Regions from separate parts of the Gossypium hirsutum genome. Here region 2 is linked to region 1. Evidence: chromatin contacts called from public Hi-C data. All regions are on one chromosome and are shown on one strand. Each heading gives the region's core, a stretch centred on a gene start, on an enhancer-like site or on the middle of the called end of the contact. The rest is flanking DNA. Distances are from core to core; before and after follow the strand shown. Region 1 has its middle 19 kb from the start of TRNAT-GGU. Region 2 holds the start of LOC121211034 (ribulose-5-phosphate-3-epimerase, chloroplastic).

Region 1 (4,839 bases), core at 1,731-4,230:
TGATTTTGTTATTTTACGATTTTTATTATTTTAAGATTTCATCATTTTAAAATATTGTTTTTGTATACATAGTGATAAATTTCAGCAATAGCTAGGTAACGAGTGAACTATTTTTATTTTCTTTGTTTTCAATAATATTTTGGCATTTTTCTAAAATTATGAATTGTTAAATTTTAACAGGTATGTGAGATTCAAAGTGTTTTTCATGTCTTTTTTATTCAATTGGTATTTGCTCATTCTCCATTTTATGGGACAGGTCGTACTACTTTTTATTATTACTCTTTGTATCATTTCAAGTTGGCACTACTAGAAAATAGACCTTTAGCGGCATTTTTAATGGCATTTGGAGAAAAAATGCCGCAAATGTTATATATTAATGGCGCTAGTAGGAAAATGCAGCAAAATGTTAAGTAATAATGACGTTTTTGGTCCAACCGCCGCTAAAAATTGAGCAATAGTGGCGTTTTTAGTCCAAACGCTGCTAAAAGCTGAACAATAGTGACGTTTTTAGTCCAAATGCAGCAAAAAGTTGAGCTATAGTGGCGTTTTTATCCAAACGCCGCGAATATGTTTTTTTTTTGCGAAACGACTCCGTTTTGTTATCCCCGAAATGCCTTGGTCTTTTTCTGAAAATCAGTTCCCCCACCCCAAAATTACAAAATCAAACTTAATCAACTACTTTTGAATGCCTCGATTTTTATTTTGAATCTTATAAAATTGAATCCAACTTAAATAAAACTTTACGTCTCAAATTACAAATCCAACTTGAATTCGAGTTTTTACAATCTCAAGTGTCACCATCATTTTTTATATTTGAAAAAACTGGGATCGACTTTTGAAAACAAAAATGTGGAGTCGCCACCAATCACTTTGTTTAGGTGTGATTGGGTTACTTATTAAAACGTTTTGTTCCACTTAAAACAATTTTGGTTCACGTAAAATTTTAAAAAAAAATGGGTTCGGGAGTCGGTTACGCATGAGGAAGGGTTAGCACCCTCATTATGCCCAAAAATTGGTACGAAATTGATTCAATACTATCCTTATATCAAAGATTTTAAAAAGGATCTTTCGAAGTATGGTTCTTTTTAAAATGTTTGAGTAATTCAAGTTAGCTATCAAAATTCTCTCGTTTCAAAGATATGCAGCATCATATCCAGCACGATTGGACACGATCCTTTATATCTTTAAAAATACGATTGATTTTGACTCTCAAAAGCTCGAACGCTAAAATTATAAAAGGATATCCAAATATTTAGTTCAACGAAAAATTATACCTAGCACGGTAAGGCACGATTTCCGAATTCCCAAATATTGAACATTGCCTTATTTTAGAATCTTTGAATGATAAGAAAAATTGGAAATTAGCTTAAAGCACATTTATTTGTTTTAAAATACGATGGAACATTTAATGGATTACAAAGAACATTGATATATAAAAAAAAGATTAATAAACATGAGATAACATGCACACATAAAGTGCAATGAACCACAATTAATAAACCCAACAATTAAGTACAACTATTCTAAGTAAAATGTGACTTAATCTTTAAGCATGAATAAAGGACAGTTAATATGACCAATAAAACTATGTATAAATAATATACAACAACAATAAACACGGCATAACATAAAACAATCAACAAAACACATACAAAATAAAATGAAAATTAGAAGTCAATGCAGTGAAACAATTTTAAAATAATAAAGAACTAATGAATCAATAATTTATACTACATATGAATTAATTAATTGATGAATTTATAACTTATTTGTAAAAAAACAAATTAGAGATATATACGTAATGATTAATATATGTGTTATAAAATAAATATTTTTGAATCAAATAATATACAAAATATTAAAGAATATTGGTTTAAAATTGACAATTTACATACAATGAAAGAGAATACAATGAAAGAGAATTTTATTTATATATAAAATACGAAAAGATAATAAAATATATAATGAAACATAATCTTAGAAAATAATAAATCTACAAATCATATACAAATTTAGAAATAATTATTTATAAAAATAATATGGAAATGCCTCCAAGATTAAATTAATTTTTCTATATATGTACAGATATATATAAGGAAACACTTAAATGAAATACTAACTAATATATTAAAAGAATATGATATAAAGAATTTCAGAACGAAAATTTTATAAACAAAAAGAAAATGATTTTTAAAATAATGATTTAACCATTAAAATAATATATGTAAAAAAATATTTAAATGAGACATTACATAATAGTTAAAATAATATGATATAAATACAACTCTCAAGATAATGATTTTATAAAATAAGGTATTAAAATAATTTGACACACATATGAAAAAAAGCTAAATGGATTTTCAAAATTCATAATGAATAGAAGATTCAATTTAAAATAATATAGGTACAAGTATAGAAAAAGATTTGAGTTAAATGCTATGCAAAGTATTAAAAGTCTATAATACAAAAACTACAGCCTAATTACAAATAAAACACAGAAAAAAAAAAGAAAAAAATATTAATATAGATCAATAAAAAAATAAATGAATTTTAAACAATAAACATTATAAAAATCTCAATCAAAATAAAGCATGTACAAATACATATAAAACATTTAAAGAAATATTGTACAAATATTAAACGGGATTAACACATGTACAAACGCTAAAAAACATTTTGAAATAATAAGCTATACAAATAGAAAATTAAATTAAAATTGAGTTAAAATTGGAAGGATAATTTAAAAATAAACTATTAGAGTCAAAATAGGGACTTATGCGCCATCTTTCCAAATGTATAGGGATTAGAACTGGAAATAATCCACGTTCCAAAACGCTGAGCTTAGACGTGGATCGAATCGCAATAGCATACAAATTCCCAGAAATTTTTTTTTTTTAAAAAGTGCAACGCAAATTGGATCCAATTGAAGATCGGCGCAAGGGAGAAGGATCAAACGTGGAAATTACCCATTTGAAATAAAAAGGCACAAATCCAACTTCTGAATCGGGTTTTCACGTGGATCTTTCCCCCTTTCTCAAAGGGTGCCTTTTTGTTTATTTCATAAAAAACAAAAGGAAAAAAAAAAAACCTAAAATGAATCCCTAATTATTCTAAACAAAATCAAAGCAAAGAAGCCCTCCTATCTTTCTCTCATTCAGCCGAACCAGACAATTCCTTGCCCCCACCGCCGTTTTGGCTTCCATATTTTAGCCGATGGACATCGTGTGAAGGCCTAATCTAGCCCCATTCGACCATGAATCCGAGAGTTTTGCTCGGCTTAACCTCAATCCCCATCTAGGCCTCGACTACCACGAAGCAAACAAGGATTTGAAAGCCTCCTCAAGAAGATAAGTATCTACGCCTTTGTTTATTTGTTTTTTACTTACAATAATGAAAATCAAAGAAGAAATAGAAGCCAAATCAAGAGAAAAAAATGGGACTTAGAATCACCTCTTGGAAACTATTTTTGAATTCATTTCTCTATTCAAACTTTTTGTACAGATTTGTATGCGTCTCCTTTTTACATCCTTTCATTCGGTTTTTATAGCCGAAAATAGAAAATAAAATAAATAAGAAAAAATACAAATTTTCCTACTATCATTTGCTGTCAATTGCTGCTTGCTGTTGTGATTATTAGTCTGTTGCAGGTGTGCATGGCGTGACGCGTGTGCAGGAGCAATGACGCGCGTGGAAGCCGTTGTGGAGCATAGAGGCTGGGGACTCTGCGGAAGCTGCTGGTGTATGTTGCAGCACTAGGCAGTAGGCTAGGAATTGTTGTTTTGGGCCATGTATTTTTTTGGATCTATTATTTTTGGTTGTTGGGCTATGTAAAAAATGGACATTGGACTTTATTATTTATTTATTTTATATTTTGATTTGTTTTTTAGTTTTTGAGTAAGTTCGGGCACAAATTGGGTCTTACATCAAGTGAATCATATTCAATTAAATCATAAACCCTATAATTAATATACATTTAGGGGCATAACTAGGGGCTGAAAGGGTCTCGACCTCCGTAAAATGAAAAATTTTTCATTTAGGCTTTTTGAAATTTTAAAAAATTTTAAAGGCAAAATTACACTTTGTCCCTCTGAAAATGAAAAAATTTGATTTAATCATTTAAAAATAATAAAAATATATGCTATCAAAATGATGAGATTGCATTTTTTACTCACAATTTAATTTCAGCCCCTAAAAAAATTGATTATGCATATGTTTATCCCTAAACCCTAAAATCTAAACCTTAAACCCTAAATAATAAACTCTAAACCTTCAACCCTCAACCACAAACCCTAAATCCAAAGCCTTAAACCATAAAACCTTAAACTGCAGACACTAAACCCTTAGTCCATTAAACCTTAAATATTAAACCCTAAAACTCTAAACTCTGAAAATAAATTTCATATGGATATATATTGATGAGTGTATATATAGATAGTAATGAAAAAGCTTATGTTTATAATAATTTGGGGAAGCACTTAATATTGATTAAAAAGTCAAAAAGCAAAACACAAACAATAAAAGAGGAAAAAAAAAAGTGAAATGGCAAAATGATGCATTTTTAGGTTTATTAATTTTCCTTTTCAATTCAACATATATTTCATGTTAATTTTTAAGCTTATGAAAAATAATTTTTCGGAATTCATAATTATCTCTCTTAAAAAAGTGAAATGTCTCGCCGGGAATGCTGAGATACCAATTGGAAGATGCAGTTAGATTTTGGAATTCAAAGAAAGGAGATTACGTACTTCCAAACTTGTATAATTATTTTGGTTTTTAGTATTTTCTATATACGTAATAATAATTTCATAATGTCGGCTCGTGAGCGCATTGGCACTACAA
Region 2 (4,782 bases), core at 2,276-4,775, 110 kb after region 1:
AACCATCAAGCCTAACGCTTATTATTATTTTTTATTTTTTTTATTACAACTAAAATCCTATATTTTGGGGTGTGACAAATTCATGTTATCATTTTAATTAGAGTAGTTAAGGAACTAACTAATGCCATTGTAAAAGTAGATAGCCAAATTTATTAAATTAAAATAATAATAAAAACTAAATCACAATTATTTATATTAATTTTTTTAGATTTATTTTGATAAAATAAATTTATTTTATGAGATAAAATTTCAAAAAAATATATAAATATTTTTGAAAAATAATAAATTTTCAAGTAAATAAAAGTAATCAATAACTTTAATATGTTTTTTTAAATATATTTTTATATAAAAATTTTAAATTTACTTCATTATTCTAAATATAAAGGTGTTGTATACTACACATAACGAATATGGTGGCGGATACTATGACAGCTTTAGGCATAAATAATCCTGTTGTATTGAAAATTCATGAATATCCCTACAAAAAAGCGTTAGTGACCATTACAAAATTTGTTACGACTAATTGTATTCAACTTCCTTATTTTACAAACACACAAAAAAAAAATTGAGCTGTCAAACCCTTCAACTTAAAATTATAACCATTTGTATAATAGAGAATTAATCCTCTTTCCAAGAGCTAATTTTTCTTTTTTCATTTTACCGTCCCAAAAATCAATCCTCTTTCTGTCTTAGAATTTAATTCCCCCCCCCCCCCAACAAAAAAAAAGTTTTAACATATCCCATTAAATGCTTCAATGGTTCCATCTTTTCACTGTTTAAGAGCTATTTTGATCTCCTTTAAAATTGGTTTTTATTCAAAAATCGAAAAAATTTTGCTGGTCCTAAGCTCTTGGAATTAGAAGAATTCGTATACCCTGTTTACCTTTTTTAAGGGTGTACTTACAATATACCCTTTTTTGAAAGCTATTACTTACAATATACTTAAATGAATAGAAACGTTACCCAATGGAATTTTGGGCTAAAAGATCCAAATTAGAAGCAACAAAAATGGCCCCGTGCAATTGTGGACTGAACTTAAGTCTACTACTGGCGGCCCGAATCTGCTTCTACTCAACGCCGGCCAATCATTTTTCCCTGCTTTTTCCTCACTTCTTTTCATATACAATGTTTTTAGAATCAGGTTAGTGGTCGAGCCAGTTAGATTATTAATTATTTTTATTTGACCGATTCAACCAGTTTAATCGGTTCACTGTTTAATAATATAAAATAATAAATTATTAAAAAAAAGCACTTCAGTAAAAAAAACTAACTTAAAATATCACTTGGACCAATCTTTTAATTTATAAATTACTGTCAAGGCCCAGATATGGTTAGGCCCGTGGCCGAAAACAAAGCCTATTTCCTTCCACTTGTTCTCCTTTTTTATTTTCCCTAATTTCCTTGCCGCCTAAACTTTTTCATCTTTTCATCTCTCTTTTTTCTTCAGATTTTATTTTTTGGTTTCATCTTTTCATCTATAACTTTTATCTTGGGTACTTCTGATTGCATCTTGAAGGCGGAGGCCGGTAGTTACAGATTGAAATGGTGGCTGACCAGTAGCAACAAGAAAGCAGTAGACGGCAGTGTTACTATTACTCTTAAACAATATTTTCAAAATCGATGCTCCAACCAATCATATCATCAATTCTTGATTTGACAAGTCTAATTGATCCGACTATCAACTCAACCGATTCGTTGTTTAATAATTTGTACTACTAATGAAATCCTTAATTGAGTTAATATCACGAGTCTAATTTAATTAAGAAATTATAAAAATAACCCTCCATATTTAAAACAAGTTATATTATTTGAGGTTATTTTAATTTTTTTTATTTAACTTTTTTTTATATAAGTGTTTTAGAATTATTTAAAAATATTCCAAAAAATTATGGTCATATATATAGTATAGACAAGTTTTGGATTGTTTTAGAAATGCATCCCTATTCATCGCTTTTAATTAAATTCATTCAATACTAAAAGTAATTCATAAGTTCATGATTTTTTAGTATTTATTAATTATTGTAAACTTTATTTAAAATATTTCTAATTTTATTTTTAAACAAACAATTTTATAAATCTAACCTTCTGTAATAATCTGTATACAATTTTTTATATTTATTTATTTATTATAATTTAAAATAAACATAACTATTTATTTAATATATTTTAATTTATAAATACAATTAATCCTAGTATAGCATCGATATACAAACTAGTAACTGTATATTTTCTACTTGAGAAATTTGCTATTAACTTTTGTACTCTAATTTTGGTCATTTTTAGCTTATGTACTTTTTCAAGTTTTGAAATTTTAGCTCTAGCACAAACGATAGACGTTAAATCTAATAAATTAAACCCCGTTATTTCTAAAATTTTATGTAGCACACTTAATACCACATTTAATGACATATTTGACCTAATAGGTTTAATTGCTCATGTTTAGGTCAAGCCAAAAATTTTAAAAATTGAAAAATATAAAAATACTAAAACTAATCAAATTAAAACATAAGAATTAAGTCCATAACTTACATATAGTACATGAACTAGTAATAAAATTTGGTCCTTTTTTTACTTTACAATATTATGTATAAAATGAATTTTTTATCTTCTCAAAATCATTTAAATTTTAAATCAAACTTAAAAAAAAACATATTAAAAAATAATGCTAAACTACGAACACTTTTTAGAGTAATAGGGGGTAGAATTAGTGTTGTTTGAACTAGACTAGACCAGCTAATTGGATCGGGAACAGACCAAGTTACTAGTCTGAAGTGGTTTTGAATTGATTAAATCAGGAGTCGATACGAATTGATTGAATAAATTTTTTTTAATTTTTAATAATTTTTTAATTAAACTAGTTAAATTGGTCAGATCGATGAATCAATGACTTGACATCTTTGACCATCGGTTCGGTTTAAAAAACATTAGGTAGAACTATATAGGCTTAATTCACGATTTAACTCTCGAAGTGTATTTATTTTTTTTACTTTGATATCTAAACTTTTTTTTGTCTCAAATTGGTATACGAAGAATACCAAAGTTGTGTTTTTTGAAAATTATATATTTTTTCTCTGAGAAAATGTGTATAAACCATAAATATTATAAAAATAAAAATTATATATAAAAAATTATATACAAATTTCAGATTGTTTATATATATTGATAATTTTTATAATTGACATATATGTTTTTTATATTTTATTTCTATTTTTTACAATTCTTTTATGGTTTATACATATTTTCTCAAAGAAAAATGACACATTTTATAAAAGAAGGTAAAGTGGTCCTTTTTTATTGGCTACAAATGCTAAATGGCACATTTTTCATTGGTCAAATCTATCCAATGTTTTTTTTGTTAACGTCTACTAAAAGTGGGGAAAAAATATAACTTTAGCATGCTTTAGGTACTAAATTGATGGGCTAAACCTAAATCTAATTGTGTCCATTAATTTGCACATCTGAGCAGTACGCAGCGCCAACCATTGAAGATAAAGCAAAGTAACCCATATATCAAAGCGACACGTGTTACCATTACATAATTTCCTTCTTAAGTCTCTCCGAGTTTTGTTGAAGAATTTAGTATTGTCTTTGTCATTGCCTTCTTTGACATTTTCTCTCTCCAAGTCACTCTGTGGTGAGATTTTAACATACAAAAAAAAAACCAAAAAAAAAACTAAGGCTCTAATTTCCAAACTCCATTACAGATTAGATATAACGGAGAGCAGTTTTTGATAAGAAAAGAGACGGTAAAAGGAAATTAAAGATGTCAACAGCTTCTTCATTGTGTTCATCAACTCAAGTTAATGGCTTTGGAGGGGGACTTAGGCTTCTAAGAACCCATCTTTCTCAACCCAGTTCCTTTTCTTTTACTAGGTAATCTTTTTCATTTTTAAATTCCTTTTCTGGGTTGCTCTTCTTATTTTGTGTGTGTATTCCTTAGAGTTTTAGATGGTAAAGAAGCAAATTTATTGGGGTATTGCGAAAAACTCCAGTTCAGAAATGTTGACATTCTCTTGTGAAGGACCTTAATTTCGTTTGCAATTCGATAATTAAACCTTTTTTACAGAAAAAAGTTTCATTTTTTTAAAAATTATTCTGTAATGTTTTCAACACAAATGAAGCTGGTTTGTGATGAAAGTAAAGGGCTTGTACAATTAAATATATATATATATATATATATATATCAAGAATATTTGGTACTTAAATTGTAATAAAGCAAATAAGGTTTTGGGATTTTATTACAGTGTTATTGATTATTTAATGTTTGGTGTATTGCCTAAGCAATTCGATGAAACTTTAGTTGCATGGTTTGGTGCTTACTTTGGAGCAAAATTGCTATCTTGGATGCGCCTTTTAGGGTTGCAAATGTAATAGATGTTATCACTGTATTGCAGTGAAAAGATACAAATTAGACGTATGATTTCAATCAGATTTGAATTTTGTTCTTCAAGGTCTCATAAGAAATTTTAATATGCTTTTGTAACTTTCTTTTCTTAAATGTTTAGGAGGAGAACTGCTACAGTAGTGAAGGCAACTGCTCGAGTCGATAAATTTTCGAAAAGCGATATCATTGTTTCCCCATCTATACTCTCTGCTAATTTCGCTAAGTTGGAGGAGCAGGTTTTGGTTCAGCTGCATTATTGCTTTAGGTATTGAACTCAATCTGAATATTGTCTTTGAAGTTCACATGTCGCGTTTTTTCTAGGTGAAAGCCGTAGAAGTGGCAGGCTGTGATTGGATCCATGTTGATGTAATGGATGGCCGATTTGTTCCAAACATTAC

Evidence for each region. A called contact is a pair of places that touch in the nucleus more often than the background predicts.
Region 2: a Hi-C map of leaf shows a contact between it and region 1, with 4 times the contacts expected there. The contact joins the promoter of LOC121211034 here to the enhancer-like site in region 1. A contact is called at or near these places in 16 of 34 Hi-C or Micro-C datasets (anther, callus, cotyledon and 4 more).

Annotation. Positions count from the first base shown.
Region 1 is chrA12:98,272,166-98,277,004 of Gossypium_hirsutum_v2.1, forward strand. No RefSeq gene overlaps it. Among protein-coding and RNA genes, the nearest start is that of TRNAT-GGU, 19 kb to the right of the region's middle. Within about 2 kb of position 2,981, at least 9 of the 9 cell types and tissues checked have an H3K27ac peak or open chromatin away from gene starts, as enhancers often do. A contact at or near this core is called in cotyledon, fibers, hypocotyl and 1 more, where this site is marked.
Region 2 is chrA12:98,385,454-98,390,235 of Gossypium_hirsutum_v2.1, forward strand. LOC121211034 (ribulose-5-phosphate-3-epimerase, chloroplastic) reads left to right here and starts at 3,526. Exons shown (of 9, transcript XM_041083210.1): 1 at 3,526-3,873; 2 at 4,506-4,620; 3 at 4,706-4,782. The coding sequence starts at 3,764.